2 separate regions of the Macaca mulatta genome follow, and region 2 is linked to region 1. Evidence: chromatin contacts called from public Hi-C data. All regions are on one chromosome and are shown on one strand. The core of a region is the stretch at or near the end of the contact, and the rest is flanking DNA. Distances in the headings are between cores, read along the strand shown.

What was found. Hi-C and Micro-C count contacts between places; a contact is called where the count stands out from the background.
Region 2: a contact with region 1 is called in a Hi-C map of fetal cortex germinal zone, with 3 times the contacts expected there. The contact joins two enhancer-like sites. A contact is called at or near these places in 4 of 14 Hi-C or Micro-C datasets (blood, fetal cortex germinal zone, fetal cortical plate and 1 more).

What each region holds. Positions count from the first base shown.
Region 1 is chr13:59,844,838-59,848,970 of T2T-MMU8v2.0, forward strand. No RefSeq gene overlaps it. Among named protein-coding and RNA genes, the nearest start is that of SLC1A4, 110 kb to the left of the region's middle. Within about 2 kb of position 1,929, at least 6 of the 40 cell types and tissues checked have an H3K27ac peak or open chromatin away from gene starts, as enhancers often do. A contact at or near this core is called in blood and fetal cortex germinal zone, where this site is marked.
Region 2 is chr13:60,083,804-60,087,936 of T2T-MMU8v2.0, forward strand. The region is part of intron 1 of SERTAD2 (SERTA domain containing 2); the gene reads left to right. Among named protein-coding and RNA genes, the nearest start is that of SERTAD2, 8.3 kb to the left of the region's middle. Within about 2 kb of position 2,353, at least 17 of the 40 cell types and tissues checked have an H3K27ac peak or open chromatin away from gene starts, as enhancers often do. A contact at or near this core is called in blood and fetal cortex germinal zone, where this site is marked.

The DNA of each region.
Region 1 (4,133 bases), core at 679-3,178:
GTCACACTCCAGGCTAAAATTCTCCCGAGTGCCTAACCATTACCTACAGGGAAACAGCCTAATTCCTGTTTCCCAAGACAGCAGAAGCCCTGCACAACCTGGCCCGGCCTGTCCCATCCCTGTTCCAGGCGTGCTTTCTTTTGTGGACCACTCACTCCCACCCTCGGGGGGCCAGGCATTGCCACACCTCTCCACTTTTGTCTCAGATAAAAATATTCTGGAATTAGATAGTGATAATGGTTGTACAACATTGCGAATATACTAAAAACCACTGAGTTACACACTTTAATTAATTAATTAATTTAAGACAGTGTCTCACTCTGTTGCCCAGGCTGGAGTGCAGTGGCATCAACACAGGTCACTGCAGCCTCAACCTCCCAAGCTCAAGTGATCCTCCTGCCTCAGCCTCCCAAGACCACAGGCATGCACCACCATGCCTGACTAATTTTTTTAATTCTTATTTTTGAAGAGATGGGGGTCTCGCCATGTTGCCCAAGCTTGTCTGGAACTCCTGGGCTCAAGCCATCCTCCTGCCTCAGCTTCCCAAAGTGCTGGGACTACAGGCATGAACTACCGTGCCTGGCCCAGGTATACACTTTAAAGTGCTAATTTTATGTTATGATAATTCTATTTATCGCACTTTAAAGCCCACTCAAGTGTCATATCCTTTGTCCATACTCATCAATACCTGCCTGGTCCACTGCGTGGCAGCCAGCAGTACACGTATCTCCCCTTCAAGGGTGGGGCCCTGGAGGGCAAGAGATAGGAGTTTATCTTTGTGTGTCCCAGCGCCACAGCCTGCATGCTGCATATAAGAAATGCTCAACAAATCTTTGAAATCATTTCAACTCTTTCCTATGCAATAGAGCTGTCAATGCATCTGTGTCTCTTAAACCTCTCCTTCTGCCTGAAGACACTTTGGATTTATCTGGCTCGTGACCAGGCGGCTTCTGAACAAATAGGGACTTTGGTCAGTTTCACAAGGTGCCCAAAGTGCCAAGCACTGTGCTGGGAGCAGTGGCCATAACAAATAAATGGCATGGTCCCTGCCTTCAAGGAATTGACAATCCAGTAGTGGGAGATGAGGCAAGAATCCATATCCCTTTATCTGCAGTTTCGATTTCCACGGTTGCAGTTACCCGTGGTCAACTGAGGTTCAGAAGCGTTACACACAGTAAGATATTTTGAGAGACAGAAAGTGACCACATTCACATGACTTTTTTTACAGTGTAAGTGTGAAATGCATTTGATGAGAGTGATAAGAAAGATGAGTGGTAGACACAGCTCCTCCCCTCGCTTCTGTAGCCTTAGTGCTGCATTGACTCGGAGTCACCTACTCGGAAGGATGTTCTAGGATAGTGTGCTAGGAAGCTCTTCTTTGTGTCCAGTGGAAGCATGTTGTTGAGGACGTTGGTTAGCACTGTGTGTTGACAAGACTAGCCGTGCTGAAAACTTAAATCTCTATAGCTACAGATGAGAGCTGATCTGGCTCCAGGCAACATCACCATACCAGGTTCGTTGCCCGATGTGTGGAAAGTGATGACACCAAGACACCGAGGTGCCGCACAGAAAGAGGGTTATTCATAAAGCAGCCAAATGAGGCGATGAGAGCAAACTTCAAATCTGCCTCCCTGAGGAGTTGGGGCTAGAGATTTGAAGGGTCTGGGTGAGTGTGGGGCTGAGATGTGGGGATCATTCCTCCGTCAAAGAGTGCAGGGTGAAGCCATGGGAAGGGGGGATGAAACTACATTCTCACGCCAATTTGGTTCCTCTGTAGGGGCCTTCAGATTGGTTGGCGTCAGCCATTCCAGTGGAATTCAGGATCTGAAAAACATCTTAAGCAATCCTTAAACGAAAACCTTATGATGCTAACGTCAGAGATCCTATCCATAAGGACAATGGGAATGCAAATGGTCATGTGTGACTTTTATTTAGCAAGCAGCTACGAGGAAGTGTGCCAAGTGCTGCCTGATTAATGCTTAATTATATTTCTGTCAGAACCTGGCATGTCATTTTTGTTAACCCTGTGAGGATGGTTTCAGCAAGAGACCAGGCCACACTTTCTAGCGGTGGTGTTTTCCAAGGAGGTGAAGCCCATGCAGGTGGCTCTGTCTTCTCTCTCCTCTTTCTAGATGACCCTGGCATAGGCAGATGCTTCCTTCTGAGCCAGCCCATCCCTGTCTCCCTTTCTGTGTGGACGTGCTGCCTTCCCCCCTCCTGGCAGCGGGCTGAAGCAGCAGCATTGGCACATAGGAAACGCACAGCTTCTCACCCTGGCCCTGCTGGGGATCCATTAGGCCAGGCTGCCCAGATCACGGTGGCAAGATTGGAGACTCAAGTTGGGGTGGCGGCTATGAAACTGAGCATGCCTCCTAGGCTGCTTCGTCAGAAGCCATTTAGGCCTAACTGACTTAGAAAAGGGAGGCTGTTCTGGGAATCAAAATCTAGCTTCCCAGAGTTTTCTTTGCACTGGAGTTGGGGGCCCAAGTCCCAGATAACAGTGTCACAGACATTACATGCTCATTAGAGCCTTCTTAGCACATATATTTCTTGGGAACCTCATGGGGACAAACTGCTTGGATTCAACTCCCATTTCCTAATCAGTTGTGCGACCTTGGGCAAATTACTTAACCTCTCGGTGCCTCAGTTTTCTCATCAGTAAAATGGGCGTAAGGTGGTCATTGTGTTAATTTACACGTACATGTACAGCACTTTGGGCCACAGTTGGTTCACAGCTAGCACTAAACTAATGTTAGCTGTCGCCACTCCCACCTAAGGCCAGTCCCTCCAGGAACCTGACACTTTAGGTGTTCCATCTCTTCCTGTCAACCATATTCCTGTCATAGTGGGTAGCACCCCTATTTATCCAGTTGAGCCAGACATCAGCCTAGAGGTCACCCCAGTCCCCATCACCACAAACCATCAAGGCTCATCAACCTTATTAACTTCCTTAAAAACTTCCAGATCTGTTCCCCTCTGTCCTTCTCTACAACTTCTCCCCAGAGCTAGCCCAGTAGCCCCCTAACTACAACCACCCCAGCCACTACCCATTTCCACCCTGCAGCCAGAGTCATGCTTTGAAAGGCAGACCTGATCTGGTCACCCCTTCCTGGACTCACCCTGCTGAAATCTCTTAATGACTTTCCACTCCTCTTGGGGTGAAAATCAAAACCCTAACACCATGCAGACTGAGTCTGTTAGAATATTTTTGACCCTGAGGATCAGAAACCCTGGCAAACTAGGCTTAAAATACAGGCAGTTTCTTAGCTTCCTCACAGGTAGACTGGATAGGGTGGGCTTCAGGCATTGTATGATTAAGGCTCTTAGGACTACGTCCTGCTCTTCTCTCAGCCCTGCCTTCCTCACTGGGTGCCAGCTTTGTTCACAGTTCAGCCAGCATTCTTTTGATCAATATCAAGTGAAACACTTCCAGAGAAAAAAGAGAACATCCTGCCCAGCCATGAAATAAAACTCCTTCCTGTCAGCCTGAGTGAGCCAGCTGAGGGCATGTGCCCATTCCCAACCAAAAAATTCCTAGTGACATGCCGTGCACTGAGTCCTTCCATGCTGTGCCCCTGGTGGGAAATGGGTTCCTCAGGACAAAAACACATTGAAATCATGCTGAAAGATACAACTAGTATTAAAACCAGAAACCTTTCTTGAATGATGTGCAACTCTGAAGAATATGGAAGAGATAACCATGAACCTTAAAGCTCCCTACTGTTCTCAATGACGGATCTAGGACCACAAGTCCCCAGGGCCTTGACCCCATCCATGGAGATGGGCAGCAAGAGCCGAGGGCTGGAGCACTGAGGGAGGACAAAAGGCAAGGGGCTTGCTGGCCTCAGAGGAGACTCAACGGATGTGAGGGAAAAAAACAAGAACGTGCTGCTGTAGCATCTTCTGCACCCGGGCTGGGTTCTTAGCCTGCTAATTGTTTTCTTTCTGAAAATGGACTTAGCCACCACAAGACTTGAAAGCAGGGACTCGAACAGCTATTTGTACATGGATGGTCACAGCAGCACTATTCACGATAGCCTTTTGGTGAAGCCTTTTGATTCACCTTTTGGTGAAACAACCCAAATGTCCATCTACGGAGGAGTGGATAAACTGTGTTGTACACATTTGATGGA
Region 2 (4,133 bases), core at 1,103-3,602, 240 kb after region 1:
GCCCCCCACCCCCTTGACATTGTTTATTAAGGGTCTCTAGCGTGAGGGAGAAAAACGGTGTATCTTTAGGGAAAAGATGCTACAGGAGGATTGAAACAGAATCCCATCCAAGCAATTATAAATACAGGAAAAAAAAATATTTTCATTATGCTGGAGAATGGGGGTTGGGCAATGCTGGCTAGCCTTTACTAGTAAAGCACGTAATCTTATGGGAAAAATTGTCAAATCTGAGAATTCCTTACCCTAATGTTAATGAGGCCTTAGATTCAAAATGCTAAAAATATCATATTCTGACACCAAATTATTACGAAGTAGCATCACAATTCAAATGATTATAATATATAGATATGTTTATACTTTCCAATTTTCAAATGGGGAGACTCATTATAACATTTCATCTATTATGAGCATTATTATTGAACGTACAACATCATATAACCTGAACTTGTAATTTAAATAGAAAGAATTCCAGCAAGTAGTTACACATAATGATCTTGCTTCATTATCTCCCTAAGGTTAACTGTGTTACATTTTATAATTAAATGGCCCCTCCCCAATGTCTTTTCTGAAGGGTTTTCCCAAATAACTGCCTGAAGCAGTATCTGTTCAGTATGGAGATAATTTATAGTTATTAAGAAGTAGCAAGTAGGCTTAGTAAAGGCATCTATACTGGTAAAAGTCTTAGCCTAATTTATTGAGGCTCATTGTTTTATTGGGAGTCCATGTTGGAAGCCCCACTGGAAATTCTGAACTGTTGGCTTCCCCACATTCACATCTCCTGACTTGGGTGTGTGTTTGTTGTTGTGTGTTTGTTCTCATTTCAGGAATCCTCCAGGGATTCTAACCATGGTTTTTGAAACGTCAGTGTTAACTTTTGCATACAGGGAAACAACCTTTCCTATACACAGTACTTCCAGAGTTTGAACCATACCATAATTTAATTTATTTTGGCCTTGGAAAAGCTCCCAGCTTGCTTAGCATTGTTCTGTGGATACCTGAATTTGAAAACAATCTTGAAAATGTATATACTTTGAGAGCTGTAGGTAGAAATTGCAGTGAAGAATCAGACTTCTGCGCTCCTTGCTGCTCGGCTGCGCCCCCTCGTGGCTGGATGTGATGTGCTGTCTTGCAGAGTTTAAAGAGTTCCAACTTGAATTGGGCGTGCTTGTTTACATGAGCAGTAATAGCTTTCTTCTGTGTGAAAAAAAAACCTATCAAATTAATATAATAGTTTTCATTGGGGGTGTGAGTAATTTATTGTGCTTATTTTATATGTTTTAATTTTAAAAATATGTATTGGCGTGTTGTGGTTTGTAACTTTTTATTATGGAAAATTCCAAACACACTCAAAAGTAAAAGCGAGAGTACAATGCACTGCCTTGTACTTATCAGCCAGCCTCAGCAGGTATCAACATTTTGTCAAATCTCGTTTCATCTACATGGCCAGGTTTTGGGGTTTTTGTTTGTTTGTTTGTTTTGGAGTATTTTAAAGCAAATTCCAGGCATCAGAGCATATTATGTTTTTGTTAACTTCAGGTTAAAAACTGTATAATTCTACTCAATCTTTTACTTGAATTAAGTGTGCCATTCCCAAGTAATCCTTTTTCTTTATAAATTTTTAAAAAAATTCCTTAAAACTGAGAAAACAAATAAAGCTTTTTTCTTTCTAATTTTTTTTTTTTAAATCGAGTGTACCATACTTTTAGCCAGAATCCTTAGGTAAAATAAAACAATTGACAGCATTCTCATTGTCCTTGGAAGAAGGTGATTGGTGTCCATAGCTTCATAAGAGTTGGGATTAAAACTTAAAATTCCCAGCTGGCAGAGGAACCACTGACACAGGATATTAGAAACATTTTATACCATTGACATTTATATTCTAAAAAGCCCATTTTCTTTCCAGATGTGTACTAACAAGGCCGTAATTTAAAGAAATAATTATTTGAAACATTCTCTCCCAGAATTTGACTATATTTTGCTTACTAAATGCAGTTGTCAACATTTTTAAAAATTATTTTACTAGGAGAAAAGATTATATTTGACAAACCTCCAGTATTGGAAATTGTCTTCAATTTAATAGAAGCATGTAAAAATCTGAGAGGAGAAACTAGGATTTAAAAAATTTGAACTTCAGAAAACAACCCCAAACAGTAAAAGTTGTTTCTTAAATTTACTTAGGGTTTGACTTCCTGGTCGAATTTCAGTGTATCCTCAGGCTTCCCCGCCCCCTGCCCTCTTCTCCACTGTCAAGAAAGCCAGGATTGCTCCTGCAGGTCTTCGTCAAATGCAGGGTCTGATCTTGCACAAACAGCCTAAGTTGCGTTGCCCTGCGGGCCCCCGCGCGGCCGGTGCGCAGCGGGAGAGCCCGGAGGAGGCGCCGGCAGCAAACAGTGGTATCGGGTTACAGGTTCAGAATATCGCTGGAGCACTGGTGACTGGCTTTATAATTACATTGCCGATTTGTTAGGGGAGGCTTGTCTTCCTTACCAATTAGCATGGATGTTACTGCAGGGGCCTCAAATTCTGGATGAGCTTTGGTTGTTTTGTTTTTGTTTTTGTTTTTGTTTTAAAGCATCCCGATCCATAGAACTTCATGGGTTCTGTTACTAACACTCCCTCTTGTCTTTGGGCATCCTTACGGTGTCTGTAAATAAGCCAGAGACGGTCTCTCCCTGTTGGAACGTTTGCCCCTGTTTCTGCCCACTCCCCTCGGCCAGACGCAGTTGTTTTGGGGTCCGAGGTCTACTTTTGCTCTTTGGATACCCCAGCACCCCCCCGCACCGTGCTGGAGGGGACAGCCCACATCCCGTGCCTGCTGCAGTGTCAGGACACACGAGCCCCGGCTGAGGACGTGCCTGTTTCTCTTAGCTTCCTTTCTGATTCTGCCAGCATCATCCACCACTGCAACCTTTTCAGGGCAGCCTCTTTGTTTTCGCTGCTGTGTTTTCTTGTTCCTTGGGGGAGGAGGGTGTTAAAAGCCTGGACATGATCAAGATTTCTTAGTCCAGTGTGTTGTTTAAGGTGTAATATTTTAAGTGTAGAAAGTTGTCTAAGCAAATAGCTTCCCCCAATTAGGATCGGGCTTCTCCTTCCGGCTCAGAAGTTGCTGTGTCACACTACGACAGCAGCCTGGAGGCAGAGCACTGGGGTCCTCAGCGTCCCACCCTCAGGCTGGTGGGAGGTTCCCTTTTGTCATGAACAGAGGCTCTCCCACTTGGATGCCTCAAAAGCAGGGTCCTAAATGCATTGGAAGGCCAGCCTGTGGAGTGAGGAGAAGAGAAACAGCATATTCTGTGTTTCAGAAGTTGTCTCAAAACAATCCTGGCCCTACTTCGAGCCTCTTTTCGGCTCAGAAGTCTGCCACATGCCCAGCTAATTTTACCAGGGGCACCCCTTCTACCACCACCGCCAAAAGACACCAGCAGAATGAATGTGTTTCCACTTAGGGCTGTGGGCTTTGGTGCCACAGGATGTCAGGGGAAGGGAAGGACCGCTGCCAGCCTTCTTGTAAGACAATTGCCACACGTCTTCTCTCAGCTTTTTTCTGACAAAGAAGTGGGTGCATGAGGGCAGATCACTACTTTGAGCGTTGGCATTGGGGTAAAGGCCTCATCTTTCTTGTTTTAGCGTTAGCATTGGCACCTCTGGACTCGTCAGCAACCAGTGGTCACACCAGCAGCCATATGGGACAGTGTAACTGATGAGGTTAGGGATACGACTCGTTAAAGCTCTTCTTTGAATTAGGAGCCTTTTTCCTGAGAGCTGTTAGCTAGCGTTTTGAAAACATTCCTGTTGAAGTATAGCATGCATGTGGAGCCGTGCAGGATCCCGCGTGTGCAGGCCGGTGACTCATCACGAGGCAGGCCCCAGCTGCACTCTCCACCCAGGTGAGCGGCAGAGCATGGCCAGCTCGCCCCACTGGCCGCCGGTACACCACGGCAGACACGGGAGTTCAGTGTTGCCTTGTTACCTGACTTTTAAAACAACATACCACTTAATTGTGAAGCCTGCTGCACTCTTGAGAAGAGAGCATACAGAATGTCTAGTTGTTGCTGTTTCCCAAAAGGAAATTGGAAAAAGCTCTTGAAAAGGTGCACAAGGTACAAACCAGTTGGGCTTCTAAGGCGATGCTT